Linked DNA regions of Mus musculus: all the other regions are linked to region 1. Evidence: chromatin contacts called from public Hi-C data. All regions are on one chromosome and are shown on one strand. Each heading gives the region's core, a stretch centred on a gene start, on an enhancer-like site or on the middle of the called end of the contact. The rest is flanking DNA. Distances are from core to core; before and after follow the strand shown. Region 1 has its middle 70 kb from the start of Gm32544. Region 2 has its middle 38 kb from the start of Gm52735. Region 3 has its middle 14 kb from the start of Gm52735.

The links. Hi-C and Micro-C count contacts between places; a contact is called where the count stands out from the background.
Region 2: a Hi-C map of ventral hippocampal neurons shows a contact between it and region 1, with 1.6 times the contacts expected there. The contact joins two enhancer-like sites. A contact is called at or near these places in 2 of 484 Hi-C or Micro-C datasets (embryonic stem cells and ventral hippocampal neurons) and 1 of 9 other capture datasets (embryonic stem cells).
Region 3: a Hi-C map of cerebellum shows a contact between it and region 1, with 1.9 times the contacts expected there. The contact joins two enhancer-like sites. A contact is called at or near these places in 5 of 484 Hi-C or Micro-C datasets (brain, cerebellum, embryonic stem cells and 1 more) and 1 of 9 other capture datasets (embryonic stem cells).

The regions. Positions count from the first base shown.
Region 1 is chr4:47,706,033-47,711,131 of GRCm38.p6, reverse strand. No RefSeq gene overlaps it. Among named protein-coding and RNA genes, the nearest start is that of Gm32544, 70 kb to the right of the region's middle. Within about 2 kb of position 2,956, at least 19 of the 459 cell types and tissues checked have an H3K27ac peak or open chromatin away from gene starts, as enhancers often do. A contact at or near this core is called in cerebellum and ventral hippocampal neurons, where this site is marked.
Region 2 is chr4:48,001,381-48,006,479 of GRCm38.p6, reverse strand. No RefSeq gene overlaps it. Among named protein-coding and RNA genes, the nearest start is that of Gm52735, 38 kb to the right of the region's middle. Within about 2 kb of position 2,794, at least 9 of the 459 cell types and tissues checked have an H3K27ac peak or open chromatin away from gene starts, as enhancers often do. A contact at or near this core is called in ventral hippocampal neurons, where this site is marked.
Region 3 is chr4:47,977,444-47,982,542 of GRCm38.p6, reverse strand. No RefSeq gene overlaps it. Among named protein-coding and RNA genes, the nearest start is that of Gm52735, 14 kb to the right of the region's middle. Within about 2 kb of position 2,777, at least 10 of the 459 cell types and tissues checked have an H3K27ac peak or open chromatin away from gene starts, as enhancers often do. A contact at or near this core is called in cerebellum, where this site is marked.

The DNA.
Region 1 (5,099 bases), core at 1,707-4,206:
CAGAAGCTACTGAACTGAAGGGCTGGTATATAACATACTATTATAGCCAGTGGAGTCTCAAAATGGCAAGGCCATTTATTTTAACTTATTTTCAAATGTAAACACAACAAAATTTATATTTATGGTATATAATATATATACACATATTTGACAAGTATATAGCCATATACTCACTCCCAAAATCATAACAGAATTTCATCTTGTAAAAGCAGGACCAGCAGTCTCAATTAATCTGGACCCCTGAGATCTATCAAACACTGGACTACCAAACAGGCAGCATACATCAGATGATATGAAGCCCCCAACACATATACAGTAGAGGACTACTGGGTCTGTGTTCAATCAGAGAAGATGCCCCTAACCCTCAAGAGACTAGAGGCCCCAGGGAGTTTAGAGGTCAGGTGGGGTGGGGATTGGGGACATCCACGTGGAGACTGGGGGAGTGGGGAGGAGGTATGGGATGTGGAACAGTGGAAGGGTGGACGAGGTGAGTGGGGGAATAAAATCTGGAGTGAAATAAATAAATAAAATTAATTAATTAATTAAAATATCTTGTGTTCCCCGCTGTAGTTAATTCCTGCTGCCATCCCAGTCCTCTCAACAGTCTCATTTCCTTTGTCCAAAATGTCCTAAGAATGAAGCCATACAACATGTAGACAAAGCCTGACTTAAACATTGAAAAGAAATGGTTGAGTTTGTGTCTTCATACCTTTACGTTCAGAGACTATAATGCTTAATGAAGAGAAGGGTGAGAGAAAATTAGTAAGATAGGAGAAAAGTTCTCAAATATGGAGAACATGGCTCCCGTTCTTCTCCTTAATCACTGACCTACAGCTTAGCCGAGAAATCTCATCCTTCTGCAGACTGTCATCGTCCCTAGGGAGGGTACCACCATTATTACTAACTTGCCTTTTGTGAACATGGATTCATTAGATCCAAAGCAGTATCCCACAAAGTCCCCTATCTGAGGCTTCTCCCTGCAGTTCCACAAACATATCACAGAGCTCTGGACAAAGCAATGCCTACTTCATCCTGCAATACCTGGGGAAATGCCTCAACCTCTTCTTGTTCCAGTGATAGCTAGAGCTACTAGGACCTCTCTGCTCATTTGTTATGAGCTTTCTGAGCTGTGAGCAGAGAGACAAGTCCCAAATTTCAGATCTGGGCATCATCCTGACATCTAATTGATGGCCACAAGGCAGGTGGCCTTGCTATGCAAAGTGAATCTGGGCTCTGAATCAGTAAGGCCATGACAGCCCAGTGACTCTAAAATTTTAACTTTAGAGATATTCTCATGTTGATCAAAGCCTTCCTTTTATCAACATTTTCCAGCAATTTATTTTCCCACATATTCTAGAAGTTTCATGCATATGTACAAACATACATGTATTTCCTGTTATACATGGAATCATGATGCATCACATTGCCTTTTATAAGCATTACAGTCTCTGCAGCGTATACCTTCAGAATTCCAGTTGGTTATGGCAAGAGTTTTGGGACAAATACATCCAAGGACAAAATCTATACAGAGGGGGAAACCAGATTTAGCGAAGAACTAACTCATGGGTAATTTTTTTCTGGTTTGTTCACTTCTTTATTGTGTGATATGTATGCATAAATGCACATGTGCAAATACACTCATCTGTAGGCCTTGTGGAGACCAGAGGTCACTGTCACATATCTTCCTCTATTACTCTCTAACACACACACACACACACACACACACACACACACACACACACAATGAGAGACTCTGTATCTCACTGAACCCGGAGTTCAACCTTTAGACAAAACTGCTTGGCCAGTGAGTACCTGAACTCCACCAGGCTCAGTGCCCCCATCAGGAATGGAGTTAGAGACCTGGATTATCATGTGTGCTTTTCACATATGTGTTAGGGACCCAATCTCTGCTCCCCATGCTTGAACAGCAATTACTTTACACATTAAACCATCTCCCGTAGCCTTAGTATTTATTATTTTTCATACTTTGTAAAAGTTATGTAATAATATAATTATATGGGAAGATAAATTCTGGGTGTTTTCTAATTTTATAAAATTAGACATATAATCTCATGGTGAATCAAAGCCTTCCTTTTTAATCAACATGTTCTAGAAGTTTATTTTCTTGCATGGTCTAGAACTTTCTTGCACATGTACAAATGAGTGTATTTCCTGTTATACATGGGAACACAACACATCACATAGCAGTTGTTTGGTGGGTTTTCTTGTTTTATCGTCGATGTATATTGGACACAATTCTATGTCAGAATGCATAGCTTAACCTTGTCTTTCTAGACACTTCCATGATATCACATCATTTGCACACACCATGGCTTATCCTATCTCTTCTCCTATGGAAGGAGGTTTAGTTTATTTCCATTTTATTCCAAATAATGCTGCAATGAGCATCCTCTCACACATGTCTCATATATGCCTTCAAGTCCCCTGCCAAGTATCAGCAAGAAGAAAAACAGTTTCTTGATATCAGTTTCTACGATCAAATAGTCTTGTCTTTTGTTCCTGTGATGGCCCTCACAGGGTCCAGACTCCATCTGAAGCCTACCTTCTAATAAGCCCCGCCTTTCTTCACTTGTCCTGTTGTCTTTTGCATCCCATCTTGGCAGAAGACCTGAAGGTCCCTATGTTTCCCCTGATGCCATCACACTTTCCTTCTCCAGTGGTTTGAGACTCTTGTTACATACAAGCAGTCACAAAAGCATCCATATTCTTAACTTCACAAACTCTCAGGTAGGACACATTTTAGCTTGTGACCTACCTAGTCTGTCCTTTCTGGATGGCAGATGTTAAGTGGCTTTGAACTTGCTTGAACAGTGAGACCCAGATATAGAGAAGAATGAAAGATAGATAATTGTCACATTTCTAGCAAGAGTGCTGTGGGGCTGACTTCCCATCAGCATCAGCTGGGGGAGGAGGAGAGGAGCTGGGCTGCCTGCCACCATGTTTGGCATGGCTGGGCTTCCAGATTGCATCTATTTTTGTAGCTCTGTGAGTTGGGAGGAGATTAGAGGATAGTCAGATTTCCTGCTTCAGGTTGTAAATTGATCAAGAGGTGGAAAGGCTCTAGGTTCAGAGTCAGGAGACCTGGCTTCTGCTCCCAGGTTTCCCAGATACCCATAAAGAGACCTTGGGAGAGTCCCTTTCCTAACCCCATTTTCCCTCAGCTCTGAAAAAATAAAGAGAGAGAGAAGTTGTGTTAATCAGCAGGAATGTCCTTTCATCTCTGACATTGCACAGCTTTGAGGTTCCAGAAAACATATCCTGCTTTGTCTTAAACTTTCTACACTATGAGAACATTTACCCATGTATCAAAAAGACTTAATAGAAGTACCTTTATTGATAATTGTGTGTAAAGAGGAACTAGGAGTCAAGTCTTCACCTTCACCTGTGATCTCTCTTCTGAGCTTTGCCTTCAGTGGTGACAACAGAGACTTGCTGCACAAGATTCCAGAGACACGTCACACATTCTAGACAAAGCTGTCCAGCTTCTTGGATGCACAGAAGCCTGCCTGTGCCCCAGAGTAGCCTGTGAGCCTCTGAACAGGATATCATTCTGCACCCTACACACTAAGGTGTCCAGTCCTTTTTGAGACTCCAGGGTCACACATTCTGGGTATATTAGCACATGTGCACCTCATGCTCCAGGTCAATCTCCTTGGCTACACTCGCCCGAAAGCACCTCTGGGCTGTTCCCTGCTGAGCATTTCCAAGTATCTCTAGAGGCCACAGCTATGACATTTCTTCCTGGAGAATTTCTATACCTATGATGCCCTATGAGTCTTTCCCTGTCTAGGTATCCTTGTGCAAAACAGGAATGAGTGGGTGGTTAGAGTCTTCTTGGAAAACTTTGGGGTATTTTGTTTGTTTGTGCTCTCTCCCTCCCTCTCCCCTGACCCCTCCAAGATCCTTTGACCTCTTGAGAAACTGTCAAGTTAAGCTTCTATATTCATCTGTTTTCCATCAAGGTACCTGAAGTGTTTATAAAGAGCAGAAGGTTCTTTGGCTCCTAGCCCTGGATGCTAAGAAGTGTAAGGGCATGATGCTGGTGTCAGCTTGGCATCTGGTGAGGACCATCTTGCTGTAGAAGAATCATAGAGCAACTGTGCTGGCTTGAGTCTCTCTTCCCGCTCTTCTGGAGTCATCAGTGGCACCGTAGAGCCCCATGCTCGTGATCTCACTGAATCCTAATTACCTTCCCAGGCCTCACCTCCAGATGCCACCAACAGATCAATTTGGCACATAGGCTGACAAAACTTGAAGAATTCGTTCAAGCCATAGTAACCAGCTTAACACATTTTATTCTTTTTTTTTTTAAATGGCCTATAAGACAAGCCTTAAACATTTACCTTTAGCAATATACATAGATGTGCATGCCTATGCGCACACACGTACAACATGAGCATAAAAACAATTCCTGTGCAATAGCATTTCTTCCCTAACCAAAAAAGATACTGGGGAAACAAAGAGACTGAATTCCAAATGACAATAGCAACATGCTGTTGCTACAAACACTATGACAATTGCCTGTGTTACAGGAACTCACGAAGCTCAAGAGCTTCACCTCTTCTGTCACTGCTGTAATCCCAGCCATGTATACCCAGTGTCTGAGATCCTGATGCTGTTACTCCGTTGCACTGTGCAGTCAAAGTAACTGAGGCCTAATGATTAAAACCATAGAGCAAATATACATCAAGGCTGACGCATTCTCCAACATGGTCTCAGTGGGGACAAGTGTCCCCCCACCCCCAACCTACTTAAGGTGAAAGATCACATCTTGCCTTCTTAAATTCCTATGGTGAGTTGGCATGACAAAACAGCGGTCTTTTGTGAGTTGCAACCCTTGTACGAATTCCACAGATTGTACTGGTACAAGCCTGTAATCGGAGCCCTGGGGAGGCTGAGGATGAAGGACTGCAAGTTTCAGGCCTGCATTGATGATATAGGAAGACACTGTCTCATAGGGGAAAAATCCACTGAAGGAAACAGTAAGTTTTCCTACAGAAACGAACAGCGTCCCACACATGACCCCTCAGAGGCACATGAAACTGGAAATACAGAAGTAGAAGTGGCTGCCATCATCT
Region 2 (5,099 bases), core at 1,545-4,044, 300 kb before region 1:
AAGGTCTCTGTGCTTTACTACATACTTAGAAGCTACCTGATCCAGGCCTGCTGCTAGAAGATTACATCCGTAAGTCCCACAGAGGTATGCTGCCAATTGTATAGGATTCCAACAGAGTGGTGGGCGTAGACATTTGTACAGTTATTTTTTTTTTAACATAAGAATTATGGCATAGAACTATACATATGTGTTGAAAAAGCATTAGTCTCCTGATTTTTATATCGTACTTTAGATAGGTAAGATGTGACCATCTGGAGGTACAGTATGATGTATGGGAAGGACCTCTTTATACTAGTATTATAATATCCTGAGAGTCTTTGTTTCAAAGATTACAAGAAGTATGTTTAAATCTTTCAAGGCAGTTTATAAGATCCTGTAAGGAGGATTCCATAGTCATCTGGGTTGGTGTCTCCCTACTCCCCCTAAAATTCAGGTTACTCTATTGTGCAGTGGGTTTTCATAGTGTTGTCTATCAAGCACATGTTGATCAGCAGCAAGGCCAGCCTTAGCAATCATAGAGTGTGTGCTGATTCTTTTGGATGCCTGCTTTCCAAGTCATGGTCTACTCCTCTGCTTTCAGGCTCCTCAGCCCTTTTGGCTCTGGGATGTTCATACAAAGGGATGAGAGTAGCCTGGCCAATGGCATGCTCAGACTTCTTCCTTCCTTCCTTCCTTCCTTCCTTCCTTCCTTCCTTCCTTCCTTCCTTCCTTCCTTCCTTCCTTCCTTCCTCCCTCCCTCCCTCCCTCCCTCCCTCCCTCCCTCCTCCTCTTCTTTCTTTCTTTCTTTCTTTCTTTCTTTCTTTCTTTCTTTCTTTCTTTCTTTCTTTCTTTCTTTCTCTCTCTCTCTCTCTCTCTCTCTCTCTCTCTCTCTCTTTCTTTCTTTCTTTCTTTCTCTTTCTTTCTGTTTTTCGAGACATGGTTTCTCTGTGTAGCCTTGGATGTCCTGGAACTCACTTTGTAGACCAGGCTGGCCTCGAACTCAGAAATCTGCCTGCCTCTGCCTACCTAGTGCTGGGATTAAAGGCGTTCGCACCATGCCCGGCTTGCTCAGATTTCTAAAGGAAGTGAGCAGAATAGGATTCAGTCTTGCAGCCACTGAGGGCTTAGTCAATGTAGACTCTATTCTCTAAGGGAACTTAAGGGTTGAAAATACTGAGGGTTCTGAAAGGAAGAGGAAAAATTCAGAAATAACCTTTGTGGGCAGAATAATGCACCTTTTCCTCTTCAAAGAATTCTGTCTCATGTCTAGGATCTTAACATGTTCACATGACAAAGAAGAATTAAGAATCTGATCAACCTACTCAGTACATGAAGGTCATCATGGCCTATGTTGATGGCCCAGCATAAGGTCTTTAAAGAGAAAGCAATGGGCTGACAGCTGGGTATTCCAGTGCAGGCTTTGAAGGAAGAAAGGACCACGAGTCAAAGAATGTAGGTGGCCTCTGGAAGCTAGGAAAAGAAAGGAAGTGTGTTCTCTCTAAAGCCTCCAGAAAGGAGCACAGCCCAGCCGGCACCCCGATTTTAGTCAAGGCAGATCCATGTTGGGATTTTGATCTATAAAAATGCAAAATAATGCATTGTGCTGTTTTAAGCAATTGGATTTGTACTAATTTGTTGTAGCACAGTACAAGTCAGATACCATTCTGATACAAATGATAGCAAACACATGACTGTAGCAATAATATTTTAGTAATTAAGGGCATCCCAGGATGACTCCTTAGGAGTCAGCAAAGAGGGTGATCGGACTGAATGAAACAGCATCTGAGATAGTGGGTTGGCAAAGACAAGAAGCTTGAGTTTAAGACTTAGGGTCTTGAGGAATGCGGTGCTAGGGAGGAAGGCATTAAGAATCCAGTTCCGGGGCTGACAAAATGTCCCTGGAGGCAAAGATGCTTGCTGCCAAGTCTGATGACCCCAGTTCAGGCCTCAGGATCCACATGTTGGAAGGAGAGAACTGATTTTCTCAAGCTGTCCTCTGAGCCCCCCCATACATGCCGTGGCACACATGTACCCATATGTATCCATACATAATAGAAATAAATAATAAATGTAACTAAAAGAACTCTTTAAATGGAAAGAGAATCTTAGAAGCAGTCTTAGGCCTTTGGGACAGAGGATTTATTCGCATAGAGATGAGACTTGGATGGGAGTACACATGACCACGGTGGGTTTGTACTGGGATAGGGATACAGAGAGGACGTGGGACAATGGGGTGTATGCATTTATATCTGAGTAGTATGAGGGTCGTGAGACTTGATAAAGGTCCCCAGTGAGGTCTTCAGGAATAATGTGATTGTGGCCAAAGCATTTCAGTAGTATGAGGTTAGCGACGTTGGCCCATCTAGAGCCTGTGGTAAACAGTGGAGTATGACTTTCCCATCAGCAGAGGAACTGTGTCCCCCCTGTGAGTATTCATCATAGTTCTTCAATGTAGAAGTGATGATCCTATCAGGTGCCATCACTCAGTGGTTAGAATATTTTGTAGAATTGTGATACAGTATGTGATGTGATCTGATTTGTTTCATGGCTTCCAGTTCAAAGTCTTTCCTAATTGTTGAAAGCCATGGTGTGGGGGTGAAGGGGATCAGGGGACTCTGGACCCCAAATCTCTCAATTCTGAAGCATTAAGCATTCCAGAAACCTGAAACCCTAAATTCAGTAAAAACTGTCTTTGCATTCTGTTTGATTTTGTACACTTTTCAGTTTCTCACAAGCCTTTCCTGACAGAGCATTGTAGCATCTGCCAGTGATAGGGCAACCAGAGGGTTTGGCAGCTTGTGGGTGGGAGTTTCAGGGTTTGGGGACTTGGCTGCAGTTAGATTGGGCTGTTGGAGTGGGCGGACGAAACTGTGTATTGATGATGGTCTTTGCTTCCCTAAATCACAATTGCATCACATGAGAGATCTGGGTTTATGTTGAGCACTGCAAAAGCCTCCTGGGAAAAGGGCAAAACTGGTTTGAGTGCGTAAGAAATTTATTTATGGCAATCATGGTATCAAACTGAGATGGGAGACTGTTGAGAATCTGGACCATTTTATGGTGGAACAGAAAGAAAGATCCATTTTAGTGTTGTAAGTAAGAAACATATAGTAGAGTCGCTTTGTAGTTAGGGTGATTTTTTGAGTCTTAGTGTGCTTTTCATAGGGCGGCAGATAGGATATTCTTATTATGCTAATTCAAATAGGAATGGATTCTGGGGATAAGTATCAGTGAGAACAGAAGAAGAAAGCTGAGCAGAAAGCAAGGGGCCAGCTTCCCAGGAGGAGGTGAAAAGGCTGTCAGGCATGGTTGGCCAGGTTTCTTGTGACTCATCGGCACTGTGGCACAATATGGCTGACTCTCCTGGACAGAGGGTCACAGCTCTCTGCAGGGTTAAGATGACTCACACGTTAGGTCCCAACGGAGGCTTACCTGCCATGCTGAAATATGGCTCTTTCTTTGATTTGACTTTAGTTTTGAACTTGTGGTAGCCTGGTTTCTAGTGACTGTATTAAGTGGTAGAAAGAAAATTGTATCAGTTTTTTTTTTCCCCCCGGATAAGATTAGAAAATCAGAGTTAACTCCTGCTTTTTGCACACTGCTCTTTCACATGGACCACTTAGGGGAAGGTTCAGACACACATGTGTGCAATATAGTGTGCTGAGACTTTGCTGACAACTCTGATGGGGTATGTAAAGGAGCTGGCCTCTCACATCCCAGCTTTCCACCCTCTTCCTGTGAAATCTTATTTGCTTCCTTTCACAGCATCTTTAATATTTTGAGTCTTAATTGAGGCCCAGCTGACATATAAGAGGCGGCACATGTCTGGAAAGTAGAACTCGATGGACTTTGACATAGGATATACTTGTGAATAGCAATGCCCTCCAGTTTCCTGGTGTGCTTTATAGTCTGTGTGTTCCTTCCCTTCTTTCCCCAGGATGCCTCCAGTTACTAGAGATGAGCTTATGTTTTCTGGAATTTCATAGAAATTGAAACACAAAACATGCATCACTTAAAATCTGGCTTGTTTCATTTTCTATAATTAGCTTGAGATCAATCTTCACGGTTATGAATATCCATAGTCCATCCCTTTTGACCTGATGTCACTTTACTGAAGTTAACCAGACAGAACTATTGTTTTTGATTCTGACATACAAGGTACCTATTTTGGAAATATAAATTGGGTGCCAACCATGTACCAGGTTACTGTCCTCTGCACCTTATTATTATTATAATTTGAGATTTAAAAGCTTTTTTATTTCCCAAGTATACATGTTTTGTCTGAAAGTATGTTTGGGCACCACATGTGGGAAATACCTGTGGAGACCTGGAGAAGGCGTTGGATCCCTTGGGACTGGAGTTACAGATGGTTGTGAGCTACCATGTGAAGACTGAGAAGTGAACCTGGATCCTTTGGAAGAGGCCAGTGCTCTTACCATCTGAGCCATCTCTCCAGCCCTACTCTACTATATTTTAGATCAATGTCCTTTATGCCCCTTAGGCCCACGCATGCCCATGCATACTTTTCCTCACAATCAGCAGCTCCATGGGCGTGGTATGTGTTTTAGAACCGATAAGCCTGTGCTGATATGGAGACACCCAGAAGCCAGTCTTGGTGCTATGCATTCTCTGGGTTTGGACAAATACAACATGATACTCATCTGAATATCATCCCAATAGACTATCATATAGAATCTTTCTCTGCCCCTAACCTCTCATTCTCTGCGCTTCTATCCTTAAGCATTAACCACCCCCTGTAGTTATCAACATCCTGATCAAACTCATCTCCCAGCCAATGTGAAATTCTTCCCTCAGTCTATTGCTGGAGGGATCCAGAGAGTGAACTAGAGGGAAAGGAAAATGGAGGAAAAGAGGGAGAAGAAGAGGGAAACGGAGAGAGGAGAGGATTAGAGGAGGAAAAGGAGAGAGGGAGAGAAGGAAGGGCAGAGTAGAGAACAGAGCAAGTAAAAGAAGGAGGGGGGAGGAGAAAAGGAAGGGAGAGCACAGCTTCTTAAACCTATCCTCCCGTTTTCTCTATTCTCTAGGCCATGGAGGATCGAGGATTGGACACACAGGGTAACAATGGCTCACATACTTATGCATCTGCTGGTGTACAGGTG
Region 3 (5,099 bases), core at 1,528-4,027, 270 kb before region 1:
GCATGGACCACGGACATCCACATGGACGCAGGCATCAGCACATGCCAAGCACTGCAGCCTGGGCTCTGGTGGCAGTAAAGACCACAGACATCAACCTGACCTCAGGGGGCAGCACAAGCCAATCAGATCAACAAGCCATCAGTAGTTGTAAATGCTGTTGAAAGCTTGGGAGAAGGTGGGAAGTTTGGTGTGTAGTAGGTCATTCGTGATCCTAGGACGAATTATGAGTAAGGCGCTATGGAGACGATAAACGAAGATCATTATCACAATCTGGGTACTGAAGAGATAAATGGGGGAAACATGACAGAAAGCACAGCGAGGCTAGAAGAGTGCTCTGGGGAGTTAGCTTTGAACCCTGGTGCAGCCAGCCGAGAAGGCCCAGGTAAGACTTGAAGAAACAGGATTCTAGGAGATAGGAGTTTGTTCTCTCTTCCTCCACCCCACCCCACCCACCACGCCCCGCCCCGCCCCGCCCCACCCTGTCCCGATTTCTCTCCGAATGAAGGTCAAAGAGATAAACTTACTAGGAGAGATACTTGGACAAGGAGTCAAAGACAGAAAGGAGGATAATGAACAGGACAGAGGAATTCAGAGAAGAAGAGAAAGGAAGTGAAAAAATCCCTCAGAACACTAGCAAGCTACACACGTAGGGTCTTGTGATTGGGGATTTTGGGCACCTAGAGGAAGAGAAAGTTTTGAAAGGCCACAAAAGGGATGGAATAGATGTTGATGAGAGGCAAACGAGGCACTCACAGGGGTAATGAGGAGACAAACACAGCTAGGAATTCAGAGACAAATCAAGAAATGAAAGCCCAACTTCACAGTTTACCCCTCCCCCACCCACATCAATTTACTGAGAATTGAATTCCAGAGCATTTCAGCACCTTACTCATGAACTTGTCGCTGTTCTAACTCCTGATCCTGCTTTCTGAATGAAAATAGGTATGATGATTGATTATAAAGTTAATTTAGGGAGCTAGTTAAATCTGAAACGTGACCCACTCAAGAGCCCAGTGCCTGTGCATATCGGACAAACACCCATGATAGTGAGCAAGTGGGTGAGTCATGAGAAATGATTCTGGAGCAGTCTGTATCTCAGAGTGTGTGTAGTGGGTAAGAATATTTTGTCAAATGTTTAAACAATTACAGTTTTGCATATGAAAGTTGAGTGTGTGGTTTATGTGTAATATCTGCCAGTTCACTCATTATCAAAGAGAAAGTCATTGCTACCATGATCATTTTGGAATGGAACTCCAGGGCTTCCTGCAGACGGCTCAGCAGATAAGAGCACTGGCTGCTCTTCCAGAGGACTCCAGTTCAATTCCTAGCACCCACATAGCAGCTCACAACTGTGTCTAACTCCAGTTTCAAAGAACCTGACACCTGCACACAGACATATAAGCAGGAAAGCATCTATGCACATAAAAATAAGTCACTCTGAAAAAGAAAGAAAGAAAAAGAAAAAAAGAGAAAGAAAGGAAGGAAGGAAGGAAGAAAGAAAGGAAGAAAGCAAGCCTATGGCTTTGCTATGGAAATCACAGGTTCAGAGGAATCGGTCATTTCTGATAATGAAATGAGAGCATTTAAAGTGTTTATAACAATGCTTAGTATATTCTCAGATCTCAGACTTAGTTCCTTAAATTTCTGTGTCATCTTACAGATGAAGCTTTGAATTTCTGAGGATTCATTTCTCAGAAAAGTTTGAGGAAGGTTGAATCCCCTCCGAGATAGCTCTGGAGTGATATTCTCATTTGTATATAGCCAGCATCAAATAATAACGTTTTAAAAAGAATTAAATTAAATTTTATCTTTTACTTACTCACTTTACATCCCACTCACTGCCCCCTCCCACTAGCCCTCTTCCACAACCTTTCCCCCTTCCTCTCCCCTTCTCCTCTGATCTGGTGGGGACCCCTGGGTATCCCCCCTACCCTGGCACTTCAAGTCTCTGTGAAGCTAGGTGTTTCCTCTCCCACCTTTCAGAAGTGATCATTGGGGGCCAAACGAAACGGCTGAAGCCCCGGCTATGGCATTTCCATGTGCAGCAGGTAGCCACAGAACAGGCAGCTGCAGCAATAAGCTGTATGATGGTATTTCACTTCTGACTACAGAAGCCTCCAGATTTGGACTAATTTTTATTTACATTAGTTCTTTGGGATTTCCACACAGTGTATACTGATCATCTTCATATCTTTCCTGCAGCTCCTCCCAGATCCACACCGACTTTCTCTACCATCCCCAACTTTGAATCCTCTCTCTCTTTCGTTTCTAGAACCTATCAAGTCCAATTTGTGCAGCCGGTGTGTTCTTGGGTATGTGGTCACTCGTCGGAGGGAGCTTTACCTCCCAGAGGCCATACCCTTAAAGAAAATCTGTTCTTCGTCTCTAGGCAGTTATGGATTGCCAGTAGTCCCTGAGTTAGGGGTGGGACTTGGAGGCCAACTCCCCCAGTCATACTGGGATTTTGTCTGGCTTGAACTTGTATGGGTCTTGTGCATGCCGTCATAACCACTGTAAGTTCGTGTGTGCAACTGCCCTGTTGTGTCTATATTTTTGCTTGCTTGCTTTTCCATTTTTGCTCCCTGAAACTAAAGAGAATGAGATTCAGAGGAAAAAAAAAAGAAGAAGAAGAAGAAAGTCTTTGACACTCTGTGTTTCCAAAGCACATTGTGCTCACTGGTTATTTCTCGTCCTGCTGGGACAGCAGATGGGCATGTCATCCGTGATGTCCACGGGCTTCAGCGTGAGGTGGGGTCGGAGATTGTCCTGGCTGCTCGCCCAGGAGGTGGAAAGGAGTGACTCAGAGTTTCTGGCTGGGCTCCAGGGAGGCCTCAGGAGAGCCCTTCTCACTTGAGTCAGTGCTGAAACCTTCTCCAGAGTGTAGACTCAATGCTGATGATACCCATGTCTTTGTGTGTGTGTGTGTATGTCTGTGTGTGTGTGTGTGTGTGTGTGTGTGTGTGTGTGTGTGTGTGTGTGTGAGAGAGAGAGAGAGAGAGAGAGAGAGAGAGAGAGAGAGAGAGAATGCATATACGTGTTTATCCACTGGTGCTGCCTTTCCTGATTTATAATTGCACAGAGAACAGTGGCTTTCCTGCCCTCCCTCATTTCTTACGTTTCAGCTACAGACTACAGAAGGGGTAGTCTGTATTTCAGAGGTCTTCCTGGCTAAGGAGTGTAACTTCTGCCATGAGGAGTTGGGCATCTCTGTGCATGGACTCCTGTTTCAGCTTACTAAGCTCTATGATCCACCTAAAATTCTAATAATTGCCCACAGACATCCTTATTTGTATGCCTCCATTATGTTGCATTTGAAAAACAAGTCAAGAGTGGATACTTTTTTAAAAACTGTATGCTCAAGTTAAGTTGACTCTCTCCATGTCTGTGTAGACCCCCTTATAATTCACTTCATATTTTTAGCATAAACATTTGCTTGCCCCCCACCCCTCCCCCCATTGGTAAGTCTGTACCAAGAATTCCAAACAATATCATCAAACCAGGAGAGAATTCACAATGGAAAGGCAGAAGATCTATGTTGGCTCCAGTGTCTGTCACCAGACTAATAAGCAATGTCGCTGCAGCTTGAGGGTTGTGCTGCCGCAGGCTCAAGGCTGTTCCTTCTCATGAACTCAATGATCAGGGCAGTTTATCAGCTCTTGCAGTGGTTGTCTGGGTTTTCTTGTAAGAAAAAGCGTGCTTTTTAAAAATCATTTTTGGAAACGCATTTGGTACTTCAGCATGGTTGTTGTATGTGGCCCCCTGCCTGGCCATCAGTACCACAGGGACTAACCATGGGCACTGGAGCCAATCACATCTGGCCTTGTGTTTTGGATCTAGACTGCTCTCTATCATGCGCTCTGGCTTGAATATAAAATATCTTTTCAAAAGGCTCACAGGTTGAAAATCTTGGTCTTCAAAGCAATGTTCTGACATTGGACTTTGGAGAAATGATTGGATCATGGCCTGTGGCTGGGATCCCTGATCTAATCAACTTGTTCATACCTATATGGATTCAGAATAGGATGTTTTTTTTTCAGGGGGTGTCCTCTTTAGAGGAAGTAGGCCATATGAGGTATATTTTCAAGGGGTTGTCTTGTTTCTAGCCCCCTTCTTGCTCCCTTGGCCTCTCTATCCTTCCTGGCTACCACAGGGTTAGTCATTCTTTCCCTCCACATTCTCCGGTTCTAATGTTCTACCTCACTGTGGCCCAAGAACAATGAAGGCAGCTGACAATGGACTGAAACCACTGAGGCCAGGAACCAACACAAATCTTCTCTTTTTAAAATTGCTTCCTCAGCCATTTTGTCACAGTGATAAAAGACTGCTAACATACCGTGTAGCCTCACTACATAGAGACTACTGTGAGTTTTACTCTTAGTGACAGATGGTACATACTCCATAGCACTGCGTCAATTACACCTATTATCATTGTTTCCCTGGAGGCCGCATGGAAGGGTTTACAGCATCCTTCCTGGAATACTCTGAAGAGTTTGACTATATTCCGAGTCTGTTTGGAAACCCCATCCAACAACTAGCTTCTTGGATGAGAATGCATGGTTTTCTTGGGTGACCTGCTACGTCTGGTTTTGTATATTTTCCACAAGTTTCCTGCAGTATCTCTAGGTCAAATTTTAAAAAGTGCATTATTTGAGAACCCAAGAACACACTTCATTTGACTCTTAAAGATTGTCAAGTCCAAGTTTACCATGCCAATAAAAAAAAAAGGGCAGCTGTCTTTATGTCCACACCCAAGTTCTCTAACTGCCACTCTGCTTGTCACTCCAGCCACTGATATGGGTCCGCAGAACATTCTGAGATCTGTTTTTCTACCTGCTGTAGAAGTTTTTTTTGCCACATCTTACCATTCTCAGAGCATTCAGTACCTTCAGAGCAATGGCTTGGCTGTTTCCTAATTCACTATGGCTGCCTTTCATGAACTAGGCATAGTGCAATCCATGCATAGGGTCTTCAAGGCATTCTCTGTCTACTTAAGTACATGTAGAGGCCCTTCCTCTAGCATATGGCTGCCAGGGAGAACTTCCACCCAAGAGTCCTTTGTTCTTCCTATATCTACTACCCATCTGAGCTTTGAAATTTGA